Linked DNA regions of Mus musculus: region 2 is linked to region 1. A link is a contact called in public promoter capture Hi-C data. All regions are on one chromosome and are shown on one strand. Each heading gives the region's core, a stretch centred on a gene start, on an enhancer-like site or on the middle of the called end of the contact. The rest is flanking DNA. Distances are from core to core; before and after follow the strand shown. Region 1 has its middle 19 kb from the start of Gm14340. Region 2 overlaps Kcnq2 (potassium voltage-gated channel, subfamily Q, member 2).

The links. Promoter capture Hi-C pulls out the DNA fragments that hold promoters and counts their contacts.
Region 2: a promoter capture Hi-C map of hippocampal neurons shows a contact between it and region 1, with 4 times the contacts expected there. The contact joins two enhancer-like sites. A contact is called at or near these places in 7 of 39 promoter capture datasets (the HPC-7 cell line, embryonic stem cells, hippocampal neurons and 2 more).

The regions. Positions count from the first base shown.
Region 1 is chr2:180,802,819-180,809,552 of GRCm38.p6, reverse strand. No RefSeq gene overlaps it. Among named protein-coding and RNA genes, the nearest start is that of Gm14340, 19 kb to the left of the region's middle. Within about 2 kb of position 3,397, at least 21 of the 459 cell types and tissues checked have an H3K27ac peak or open chromatin away from gene starts, as enhancers often do. A contact at or near this core is called in hippocampal neurons, where this site is marked.
Region 2 is chr2:181,124,214-181,130,939 of GRCm38.p6, reverse strand. All of the region lies in intron 1 of Kcnq2 (potassium voltage-gated channel, subfamily Q, member 2), which reads left to right. Among named protein-coding and RNA genes, the nearest start is that of Kcnq2, 7.7 kb to the left of the region's middle. Within about 2 kb of position 1,844, at least 12 of the 459 cell types and tissues checked have an H3K27ac peak or open chromatin away from gene starts, as enhancers often do. A contact at or near this core is called in hippocampal neurons, where this site is marked.

The DNA of each region.
Region 1 (6,734 bases), core at 2,148-4,647:
TGCTGCTCATTTCCTCTTCACAAAGGCCCCCAACCTACTGTAGGCACCTCTGCCAGGCTGTCTGCAAAGGACCACAGAGGGCAGAGTAGCCTGTCATGAGGCATGACTGCCTGGCCAGACTGGGCTATGTCTCAGGCCAAAGTGCCCCTCACCACCATACATGATCTCACCCTGGGCTGATGCATTCACCTGCTCCAGGAAATTTTACAAGCAGCTCAGACCCCACTTTCCCCCAGAGCCCTGAAGCAGGAAGTGGAGGAGGGGCAAGAACCCACACGGTGTGATGTACCCCACCTGACTTGGTTATCTGTGCTGCTACATGGTTGGGACCTGAAAACAGAACAAGGGGACTCCAGATTATTTCTCCAGTGGCCCAGGGAAGGGGAAGAGTGAACAGATTGTGACTGTCTGTCCGTCTGTCCATCCATCCATCCATCCATCCATCTCTCCAAACAAGTGTAAGCCACGAGTCACTTGGAAAGCAATAATTCATCCTTTGTGAATGTGCTCAGTGGCTCCCCTGAGGAGTCTGAGAGAAGAAGGTCACTGGCTGTCCACTGACTGTGGTGGACTCAGCTTCCCAACTTAAGATCCCAACTGGTCTTTTAAATCACCTCTGTCCCAAGCTATCAAAAGCTATGACCTTCCTACACTTCACAAATGCCATCCGGAAGAAGCCCCTGCCATGCTTCTTTCCACTGTGAGCTCAGATGATCTCATCAAGCTTTCGAGGATCAAAGCCCCTTAACGATGCAAGAATTAATTGGAGCTTAAGAGCTGGACTACCTCTAGAACATTCATGGGGTGTTCATTGGCATGCTGAAGAGATCATACAGTCAGACCTGATGTCATTGGCCCACACACACACCTTCACAGCATGCCACCCACAGACATGGCCCCATTTTCCCTAACCAAATGAGCTAGCCCTAGCTCCATCAGGTGAGCCTTTAAAGTCAATACCCACATCAGCAGAGGAAAGCGGGAGATATAGCAGGAAAACCTAGGCCAGCTTGATGATGATCAAGCAGTACAAAGGCTCTGAAGGAATGACATCAGGCTGCCTGTGATCTCAACACCTATCTATCTATCTATCTATCTATCTATCTATCTATCTATCTATCTATCTATCTATCTATCTATCTATTTGTCTGTCTGTCTATCTATCTATCTATCTATCTATCTATCTATCTATCTATTTGTCTGTCTGTCTATCTATCTATCTATCTATCTATCTATCTATCTATCTATCTATCTATCTATCTATCTATCTATGTATAGCCCTGGATGTCCTGGACCTCATGCTGTAGACCAGACTGCCCTTGAACTCAGAGATCCACCTGCCCCTGCTTCCCAAGTGCTGGGATTAAAAGCATGTTTGATCACAGCCTGGCTCCAGTAACACATTCTTAAAGTCTTTTTCCGGGAACCAGATGAAAGTAGGGGCCACTAATATCAAGAATATCCTCATTGGAGCAGAACCCACCCAGAAAGAAAGACCAGGACAGTGTTTCCATAAGCTGCAAAAGTTTGCCTTGTTTTTTTTTAATGCCTTTTAGACATATAAAAATAGCTTTGTCAGGAACCCCAGTATATCCAAGGCTGCACCTGATAACCTGAACCCAGTGGTGTTGATTATTCAAGGTAACCAGACACAGTCCTAGAACCCCATGTTGCCCACTGGACATTATATAAGAGAGACCAAAAGCAATGCTCTGTTCTGCACATTTGGAGAGATGCCACCTTGATCTGCCCTGTGGCTGAAGAGTCTCTCCCAGGATCTTGACCCTCAAATCAGGAACTACTGTTAGAGACTGGACCTGACCTTCAGCTAAGAGGAAAGCAGCCTTGGGAAGAACCACAGTTAGGAATTCAGAGTGTGAACATTGTGTGATGACCCTCAGCATAAAATATAACTTTAGTTATACTGAGTGTGTCCTTCTTGCTCACCACACCCCAGGTGCACACACTTGTTGCATCCGTACTCAAGACTGTGTCTGTCCTGGAGGAGGGAAGCATACCTCCGTCTGAACAACTGAATCACTTTGGTCTGGCTCCACACCCTCCCTAAAACAGTTTCTGCCTAAGAGGAAAGGAGTTGAGCACAGTAGGCACATGAATGCCCTCCTGCTCTCTAAAACCTTGTAGATGCATACCTAGCTTCAACACCAAGGTGTGGACGAGCCTATCGGTTCCATTTTCAGTTACAATGGAGAGGGTACCACCACCAGTGGTGGTCCTGACATGGGGTGTGGTCTACTGAATTTCTTGTGGAAAACAAGGGAGGCTGAGGATGTAGACAGGTCACTAAGCTGGCCACAGCCTGGTTTCTGTGGCTCAATTCTAACAGTCTGGCCTCCCACACTAGGGACCCCAGGACCAGGCCCTGCCAATGTGTATAAGGATATGCACAGAGTATGTGCACACAGCATAGACATGCATGCATATGTGTGCACACAGCACTCTGTCCTCACTCCCAAAGGTCCATGAGGGCTGGGACACAGACAAGGGTTGGGTCCAAGCCCATATTTCAGGTAGCTTCCAGGTCCTGATAAGCTGTACAAGAACTCTGTCCCAATCATGATGTCAAGCATAGTCAGAATGTTAGAGCCATTGGCATCCTCATGAGAACATGCTTAGTGTGGGTAACCAATGACGTCCTTGAGCTGGACAACGCTATGGGATGTTTTCTCTTCCGGTAATGATGGAGGTCAAACACAAGGCACAGGAAAAAAACTTCAGAGAATAAATGAGCCAGAGACTGAAGTCAAAGGAAACATTGTAGCTATAGCCTTGTAACATTGTAGCTATAGCCTTGCAAGATGGCTTGGGCAGGTGCAGAGCTGGAATCCTGGTTTTAAAAACCACCAATACTTCCTTCAAGGGGTCAGAAAGATACACGTCCCTGCTGGTGTGTGTTGAATGAATGAATGATTGTGTGGATGAACCAGTGTACAAATGAGTATGTGAACAAATTAGTGAATGAATGAATCACTGAGCCAGTAGATAAAGGAGAGAGTGAGAACTGGGAATCCTAACGGCTGATTCCATTTTGGGCTCATCATGATCTGAGGCCAAGGATGGACAGAGACCTTGTCTTCAGAGACTGGGGCTAGTAATGAGCTCTCTACCAGCCAAAGGTAGGACCCTCCCATGTGCCAGGCCCACTGCTGTTATGGTGATGATCTTTCTCATCCATGTAAGCACAACAGTTAATGGCGATCACCCACCTGTGATCATTCCTTACAGGGCTTTGGGGAACACACAAAGACCCCAAAATTTAGGGCATAACTTCTCTCCAGGCTCACAAATCCCTTCCTCAAAGCCAGCATCTGGCCCACTGCTGCCCTCTGCTGACTAGCCTAGCCCAGAAAGGAAAGGGAGGGGACCACAGAACCCATCTAGGGCAGCATCAGATCCCTTGCTTCATGAGTCAGTTGCTAGGGTGACAGACAGCCTGAAGGGCCCTCAAGTAGGCAGGGAATGCCATCATCCTTCTTCCACAGGAGCCAAATTCCTCACACTAGGCCTCCTTAGAACAGCCCATGTGACCACACCCCCACCCCCACCCCCAGGCCTAGGGAAGGAGAAAACACACACAAAAGGCTATGCCACCCACTGCCCAGGGACGACGGGCACCTAGCACTTAGACACTGGCCCTGCTAGAGATGTAGGTCTTTATTCTCACATCACTAGCCAAGGCCCCCAAAGTACTCTTGCAGGCCATAGCCCTATAAACAAGACATGGAGGGTACCTCTGTCACTTGTGTTCCTGGAATCTGTGGGTTTAACCAAGAGCAGGGGTAGGGGGCTCCTCCATGGGGCCCAACACCTCAGGCTTGTCTCGAGTTGCTGGTGCAGGAGGCCGTTAAAGAAGGAGAGGCAGCTGACCCTGGCCACAAGCTGTATGAAGTCAATAGTTGGGGCCCAGTGGCTCAGCCTTCCCCAGAACTGAGCATTCAACTTCCAAGGACCAGCCACTGCTGGCAAACTCCACGATCTGCTGCTCACAACCTTAGGGAAAACACTAGCCACATGTGGAGCCTCATTGTAAGCCATCAATGACCACCAACTTGCCAGGCAGTGGCTGTACCTGCCCCATCAGTTGCCACCAGGATATGGGCAGGGAACAAACACCAGAGAGACAGGGCCTGTTGGTACTCACCTGGTCTACCAGGGGGCCAGAGCTTCCAGCAAAGTGAGACCATGACCATGACTCTGTGCTGGTAGCTGCCACCCTGAGGACTAAAAAAGCCCCTAATTCAGGGACCACCCCACAGTGGGAAGCTCACGGAGATTTCCCTTAGAGTCATTTGTTTCTTCAACAAGCTTACACCAGCCATCACTTCATGTAAACAAACACAGCCACTGATTCTAAATGAAGCTGTTTGCGTGTGAATTAATACATCATATTCTCTCCCGAAACAGAATTATTTGTCTCTGGAGGAATCAGGTTAAGTCTGGAGTGTGGGGAGGGGGTGCCTAGCTGTGTCATTTGCATATGCAAATTATTCCGCTCTCAATTAAAGGCTTGTGTGTCAGCAAATGAGACTAATTAGATTTATTTATCTATGATAATCAGCTTTTCACAAACAAAATAGATCACCCTTTCAACGATGCTGGACAAAGCATACACTAGGGAGGACCTGCCTGATGGGACTCAGGCTGGGGAGGAGACAGTGCTTAGAGGGGGTGTGGTTGCTGTAGGTGGCCCATGATGCTTGGACTGGTTTCCCTAGGCCATTTATCCTAGCTGAAGGAATGTCCCAGCAGGACTGCATATCTATCCTCACTCAATCTCTTCCCTCTACTCCAGCCACAGCAGGGTACAAAAATGGAATCAGATGCATAGTTTCAGCCCTACAAAGAGCAGCAGGAGATGGAGCCATCTGAGAGTTTTAAGAGCCAAAGAAAAATCAATGAGATGAGTGCTACCTTTACAGAGGGCAGAACAGAGCTAGCACTTAGGGGACCCCACACCAGCTCCGCTCCTGGACCCTGGTGCTAGGTACTGCTATGGGCCTCCTCAAATGTTTCTAGACATCAGAAGGCAATGCCTTATGAGGGACCACCAGAACACACACATTTTGTACCTTAGGACTACAGACACTAGCTCCATGAAGAGAAGCAACCATACTGTAGGAGGATGGAAATGAAGCCACGGCCACTTTGGTCTCTACTCCACTTATCCCTGCTTCTCTCAGGGCCTTCCATGCTCTGGGCTCTGTGTCTCTCATCTCTTGTTCCTTACTCTGCAAAGGCCTGTCTGGAACACTGACCCTCATTGCTGCCTGTTCCTGAACTTGGTGACACTTCCTAGTGTGTGTCAATGTTTGTGACAAAGAAATAAACCCATTGGCAGAAGGTAGTAGCCCTGCCCACCCTGCCTGAGCCCCTGGAGGCACCACTTCCTGTGTAAGAGTCAAATGCCATAAGCCATGAAGGGGAAACGTCTTGGAGTGCCTGCAGGGTTCCGAGGGCAGCCTGATCATGATCTCATCTGGAATTCAGACCCATTTCCCTTCAGGTACCTCTCAGGCATCATTCTACCTACCCACAGCACCAGTTGAATATGGAATATCAAAAGCCTTAGTGTCTGTCTGTCAAGCTTGTGGTGGAGCTGACATTTAGGGAAACATTTATAATTAAATTGCCTCCTGAAGCCTTAGGCAGCTCAGAGCCCCATGGGCTGCCAGAGACAGCCACACAATTCTCAGGAAGCTGCCCTCTCTGCCCTTCCTGAAGTTAACGTCTATAACTTGGCAAGGCTCTACATGGAGCACAGTCTATCAATGCCATGGAGACTCAAGGGACAAGTGCTTGTGGAACTCTCAGGCAGTTGAACAGTCAATTGGTCCAAGATGGAGACAAGATCAAGGCCAAAAAAAGGCATAGGAGTTGGGCATGATGGAACACACTTTCAACCCCAGGGGGCTCAGGAGACAGATTTCTATGAGTTTGAAGCAAGCCTGTTCTACATAATAAGTTTGAAGGTAGCCGGGACTACATAGTGAGACCCATGCTTGAACAAAAGAAAGAAACAAAGAAACAGAAAAAAGAAACAAAGGAATAAACAAAGAAACAAAGAATTGAAGAAAGAAACAAAGAATCAAAAAAAAAAGAAAGAAAGAAAGAAACAAAGAAAAGGGAAGGGAGGGGGGAAGAGAGACAGAAAAGGAAGGTTGAGCAACCATGAGATGATCCAGGCAGAATGGAATACAGCCATGAGATGGGTGCCCTTGTCTACACAGCATGATAGAGGAGTCAGAAGACCTGCACCTCCAAAGGGCTCAGTGGAGCCTCCATCAAGGAGAAAGATGGTGCAATGAACATACAGAAGACAAAATGGGAATCTCCTCCCAGCACAGAGGATGCCTGGGAGTTCACATCAACTTTCTACCTGAGAAACCCTGTCACCTTCAGGGAGGAGAGAAGGCAGTTCTAGAACGCAGCACCCAAGGTGGAGATTCTGCAGGAAATGCCTAGTGGCCCCAACCTGCTCAAAGGCACACCCAGCCTGGGCTCATGCCCTCCTTCATACTGCAAGGGTCACAGGGCCCCTGAGATGGGATACGGTAGCCCACAGCTGCCTCCAGGCAGGAGCCCCAAGTAGTCCTGCCCCCTTTCCACATCCTTCCAGGGTGTTGCTCCCTCGCCTTCCTGAAAACAGATATAGAAGAGACCAAACTGGCTCCTGAGGGCTCTCTCATGCTTGACTTGCCAACAAAGCTAAATTC
Region 2 (6,726 bases), core at 595-3,094, 320 kb before region 1:
GGAGAACTTTGACATGGAGACTACTAGGTCCTGGGAATGCACCCAGATGCTGAATGTCTGAAATGACTTGACTCTGGAGTGAATCTGAGGAGTCAGTGACAGTGTCTGATAATACAGCTGGAGCCCAGTGGTAGGGTCTTTAGTGTCTTTCTATGAGCAAAATATACAGGATTTTGTTAATATTCATGATCTTGGATATTACAGGGTGTCCTGGGTGAGGTGTTCTGACTCCCTGTGGGTGAGAAAATGGGGCTGGCGTGGTCCACCACACCACCTAGTGTGAACAGTGAATCCACTACTCACTGTAAGGTTGAATCTAGGGAAATAGATGAGTCCCTAGGACTAAGGGCTCCTTGGAGTACTCTGTGGAGGGTACTAACAGCTGTATTTGAGCATATGCATCCTGAATTGACACATAAAAGGACGGGGAAGGGATGTGGCGTGTGCTCTGAACCATCTGTGCATCCCTGCTGTTGGATGGAAGGGTTGGTCCTGGCCCCGATCCTGGTCATATCCTTTAAAGGCTGACGTGGGCCCCATTTTGGGAGGAGAGTGAGCTCTGATCTGGCAGCTGCTGTTCCCTGGTAAGGCAAAGTTGATAAAGAGCAATGCTTCTTTTCAGGGACCTTGGTGTGTGCCCCATTTCTTACTACAAATAGTGCTGAGCTGGGCCTTGGTGGCCTGTGCCTTTATTCCCAGCACTTGGGAGGTAGAAGCAGGCAGATCTTTATGAGTTTGAGGCCAGCCTGGTCTACAGGGTGAGTTCCAGGACTGTCAGAGCTACACAGAGAAACCCTGTCTCAAAAAAAAAAAAAAAAAAAAAAAAAAAAAAAAAAAAAAAAGCAAAAATAAAACCAACCAAACAACCAAACAAAAACCAACCAAACTGAATACGCTGAATAAAAGCAGACTGTTTTACTATGTAATTACCTATGTGTCCTCCACCCACCAAGTATGCACCTTTGTGCTATAGCTGCTGGGGTGGGGTTAGCAGGGAACTCTTGTTACCCCCTCCGGGGTGAAAGGTGGCAGGGTTTGGGACTAAGGGCTCTGGATGGCCCTGCTTCCATTGATCATCTCCAGAACTAGTTTCCAGACTCCAGTTTCCTTGTTCATAATATGTGAGTGACGTTCCTGGCTGGGTGTGGATTTGAGTCACTAGACACAAAGATTTGTAAGTGCTGATGTTCACTGGCTTGTGATGCCTGAGGTTTTGCAGAGTAAGACGTTATCCAGTGGGATGTGAAAGTCTTGGGACTATGGCTGCCCAGCTGTGAACAGTGTCTCTTAACCTCTGGTTCATCAGCCAATCCTTGGACAAAGCCTCGGGTACAGTCTGTACCTTGATCTTGGCAAGATGATTTGGGCCACCGTTTAACAGGAGACACAGGTTTAGAAGGTTTAGACATGAGTTATGAGTATCAGAAGCTTGCCAGTGGGCCAGCTTCAAGAGTGCCAGCCGTTTTCCTAGAACCATGAGATTTTGTGTTGATTGGCAGTTTAAGATGTCTTCCTCCGTGGAACTGAGTAGCATGCGTGACAGCACCCTAAAGGTTGGGTGTTGAGGAGAGGAATGATTCTGGATGGAAAAATATAGTGTGCAGGTGTTTACCAGTAAGTCCCCCAGGCTGCAGGGGAACTGCTGAGCAAGCCCTGTAGACATCTGGTTTCTACCCAGACGGGGATGAGTTAGTTGGCTTGGCTGAGCCCCCTTCACAGTGAGCACTGTCCTCTGTGTGTGGATGCCTGCCAAGCATGGCCCTTTCCCTTTCATGGCTGGAACTGGGCTTTGCTTTCAGACAACAATTTGCTGACAGCTCCAGGAGCTTCTTCAAACAGCGCCTCACTCACAGTGACGCACCAGGCACCAAGTCGTCATTTGGAGGAGGAAACCCAGTAGCACCTGTCTAACTGCCAACAACAGCAGAAGCAGTTTATCTGATCTGAGATGAAATGCAGGGTGGTGGTGTGGTGGGGTGGTGGTGGTGGTGGTGGGGTGGTGGTGGTGGTAGTGGTGGTGGTGGTGGTTGTAGTGGTGGTGGTGGTGGTGGTGGTGGTGGTGGTAGTGGTGGTGAGTCGACCTGTGATTGTCCCCAAAGATCAGTTTGACAGTGACTCATAGTTGCCATGTGCCTGCCCAGCCTGTATAGCTAGGCCTCCCACTGGAGTCTCTATACGAAGTGAGCTCCTATTTCTGCTTTCTTGCTGACATTTTTTTTTTATAGTTCTCAGAACCCCAGGTGTGTCCCATAAGCTGTGTGCAGATGCTGCACTTCGTGTCAATGCGTCCAGGGCTAGGTCTTTCAAACAACTGTCTAGTGTGGAAATCTGCTCAGGATTACTGCCTTGTGCAGGACAGAGGGCAACAGGAGTCCTCCCGGCATCTGCATGCTCTCTTTTTTATTGTATGTGTGCAGGTTTATGAGTTCATGTGTATAGAGGCCAAAGGTCAACCTTATTTGTTGTCAATCAGGAGCTATATCCATCTTGCTTTTTGAGACAAGGTCTCTCCCTTGAATTTCACTAGGTTGCCTCCTCAGCGCTGGGATAACAAAAGTGTACGTCATGCCTGGCTTTTTAAGTACAAGTACCAGGGATCAAACTCAGGTCCTCATGTGTGTCAAGGACTTTACCAACTGAGCTGTCTCCCAGCTGAGCTGTCTCCCAGTCCCAATTTCATTCTCTCATTCATTCCTGGAACTACCCAAGGCAAGGGACCTAGTGGGCGAGACTCCAGAGGGACACTCTGAGAAGGATTTGAGCTCTTGAGCTATATAACAGGCTGCCCCCATTCATTCCTGCAGAGCAGGTGGTCTTGGTCTGGGAATAGAGACCCACCAAAGGGAAGCTCTCAGAATGTTCCCTGATCATCCATCCCTGTCAATCTACCGTGAGCTAAAGGGAGTGGCTGCTGGGGCCATCAGAGCCTTTGTAGAGGAAAAGAGGATTCTGGGACAGTGGCTTCTCTGCATGAAAAAAGGAGGCAGGCTGTGTTCCAGACACACCCTCGGTTGTCTTTGGGCTCAGCTGGGAGTCTAGCTGGGACAGAATTAGGTCTTACATTTCTTTTCTGATATTGGGAATAATTTTGTGAACGCCCAGCTGGGCTGTTATTCTAGAATGTTCTAGTGGGGGTTGCTTGAAAACAGCATAGATTCCTTAATGATCTCTTTGGTGTCAGCAACCTCCACAGTACCACTTGGGGTGGTATCTGCAAGCTCTACTCGAGATGGCACCCCCTGAGATCTCTCCTTTCCCCTAAGTGGAGGGGCTGTCTTTGCTCCAGGTTCTGCCTGGTCTCTGGCCCCTTCCATCCAAGAGCCACTGGCTTTGTCCTGTACTGGGGACTTTGTAGGGCTGGCGCTACTTTTCTGTGTTGACTTGGAAAGACACTGGCTGGGGAGTACGAGGGAGGGGACAACTTCTTCAGGGGCCCCAGGTTTGGGAAGCAAGGTAGAAATGAAACATTTTTGGGAAGCCTGTGCAGAAGAAGCTGTGTTGATGGAAGGTGCCGTGAGTGTGGGGGGCTCTGAGCCGGATGTAGTGGTGGTGAGCGATACCTGGAAGAGGCACATCAAGGGTGTCTGGAGCACCAGGGTCGATGGGAGACTATTTGGATGCTCCATTCATTTTTGTCTGTTTATTTTCTGAAAATTTTATACGTAGATACCAGGTGTCTTGGTCATATCCATCCCTATTCCCCCTGTTTCCCTCCTCAACTGTCTTCTCTATTTCATGTCATCTCTTTTTATTTTGTCTTCAATTTTTAGATTTATTTTTACCTTATTTTATGAAAAGGTCTTACCACGTAACCCTGGCTTGCCTAGACCTTGATATGTATACCAGGTTGGTCTCAAACTCATAGAAATCTGCCTGCCTGTACCTCCCCAGTGGTGGGCACCACCACACCTGGCTTTTTTATTTTTATTTTTTAGAATACACTGAATCCAATTAGTATGGCCTTTAACACATGGGTGTGGGGTTATCCACCAGGGCATGGACAACCTACCAGTTCTCACCCTCCAAAGACAAGTGACTCCCCACGCTGGCCTTCTTCTCTCTAGTCAGCTGTGTCTCCTGGCTTCTCTCTCCTTGAGATGTTATTTATGCACATTCCTGGGGTGCATTGTAGACCACCATGGAATCTATAATGGCCATACACTTGCAACCTGCACCTTGCCAGTTCTGATGTTTTTCACTGCTGGGTGTCGGGGAGATGCCCAGGCCCCACTTTCAGGCCCACTGCCGGGAGCACGTCCTAATGGGTGAGAAGTGTTCCTTGCTGATGGAAATGAAGGACATATCTGAGATCTGACCACTGCTAGCATTGCTGCTGTGAGGTTCCCAGATTTCTTAGCACACACCTCTGAGCTGTAGAAGATATTGCAAGAAGCTTTTTGACGACTGCAAAAAAATGTCCTCATCCAGAACACTATTTCTCCTCAGGCTAGATACACAGATATCACTGCTTGCTGTTCATTACATTTGTAGAAAGCCTCTGGAGGGAGAAAGCCTGTAGAGCAAGGGTCTGGGACCATGCCTGCCACCCCTCCTATTCAGGTGGCCAGCAGAGAAGAAGGCCTACTATTCTTGGGGAGGAGGAGGTAGGAGTTTCTGTATTCCTGGAATTGGGAAGGGACAAGAGAAGGTGGGGGTGCCTCTGTGGTGCTGACCATGGTCCTGGACTCAAGTGCACAGCGGTATTTCCTTGTGAGCAGCGGAAAAGCTGCACGGTGTGATTGTTGCCCCTGCCTTCTCACAAGATGAGGCTTGGGTTACCTTTGTTAGCCTTGGAAGGGGCAAGCGCTTGGGGAGTTATTTCTAGAGGGTTCTAGGGATTGTAGGACAAAGACACAGGTAGGTTTCCTTCTTCTTGGGTCAGCATGGAAAAACAAACAAACAAACAAACAAACCCTTCTCCATGATGGTGCTCCATGACACCTTGTTAAATTACCCAAGTGCTGAATTCTAGCATGCAGAAGGAAATTGCGTGGGCAGACAGCTCTGCAGGCTCTGGTGTGACCAGCTTGCTTTGTCTCTTACAGAAGCACTTGGTTATGGGTAGTGTTTCTTTTTATTACATGCCCAGTGCAGGAAGTTGAGGAAACGCTGGAAAACAAGAGGTGTGTTTGTGCCTCCTGCTGATTTCCATAGCTCTGTGGGATTTTCTTACAGATCAGCTGTTCTGCGATGTGTCTTCTCCTATGGACCATTGGAACTCCATCTAGTTCACATGGGAACACTCAGTTTAGGATATTGTCTGAGTCAGTATCCTGTATGCCTGTATGTCCACACATACCTCTGTTCACAGGAATGTCCTGTTCAGGAGGGCCATTTCTGTAGGATGTACTTCTGATTGTGGCCTTGTCTCGTGTTATGTTCATCCAGATCATTAGGAAAGCTGGTGAGTAGCAAGGGTAGCCCAAGAGAGGCTCATATCAGGAAAAGGTCCTGTTTGAGGGGTGAGCTTTCCATCATTGGCTGTACACGGCTGGGAGAGAGTATTTAGAAATGATCAGGAATTAACGCTGTGAGCTTTGGGGCCAGCTCAGGAGCACAGCTTGGGCAGGAGGCATGGGCATGCCTGTCCATCAAATGTGGGATAGTGGGTGGGGAGGCCTGTGTGAGCTACTCTGTCAGGAGATCCATTGTTGGGGGTACTCTGAGCACCTGATGGGCCTCCTGAGCCATGAAAGAAAATGGAGATTCATACTCAGGAGGAGAGAGGTTCCATGGTGAGCTTTCATCCCAGCAGTCAGGGAGAAGTGTTTTGTCTTGTCTTTTCTTTTCTCTCCTTTTTTTTGGAAGTGTTTCTTTCACTAGGGCTCCTATATATTAGCTTTCAAAGCTGCAAGGTGGGGCCTATAGGGGGAGGAGGCCAGGTTAAGTCCAGGAATATCTGTGTTGGAGGTTGTGTACCAGGTAACAGCAGAGGAGGTAGGGGACTGGTACTCTGGACAGCATCATCTCAGTGATGGAAGAGGGCATGTCCTGGAAGGGATGGTACCCAGCCCACAGTTGTTGAGGACTTTTCATGAGCTGGAAACACCATATCTATACTCAAGCCTTCCCAGAGAGACTGAGCTGGTCTTGCCCCAGAGACCTCAGAGAACACCCTTCATCTTTCTCTCCGTTTTCTCAGAATGGCCCCATGGACCCAGTGCTCATGGGCTGGAGAGTCTCTGGGTACACTGTATGCAGGCTGTTTTGCAAAGATACTCCAAGGCATAGAGGAAGCATTGCTTACAGCATAGATATAATGACCCTTGAGAAATAGTTTACTCTGCCAGGAGGTCTATTGTCTTTTAAAATTGAGATGAAATTCTCCCAGCATAACCCTAGCCGTTTGGAGTAAATAAATTAATGGTAGTTTTTATAAGTACCCTGTAGCCATCAGTAAGTACTCTGTAGCATCAAGGACACCTGTCTCTATGGGCAGTTCTCCACAGGGTTCCTTTCCAGTTCCTGGTCCTCACTGATATCTTCCTGTCTGTGATAGGTTTGTTCTTGATATTCCCTACAAAGGGATCATGGCGTTCCCTGTGTTCGATGCTTTTCCCTGCGTGTGATTCCTCCAGGTGCCCAAGCTGTAGGGTGGTGGGGCTTCACTCCTTCCTGTATGTCCCTGGGGTTCAGTGTGTCTGTCCTCCTGTCTGTTGATAGATATGTGGGTTATTTGTGTCATTAGGCTCTGCAACCCCAGCTACCACAATGTGGGTGCTAATC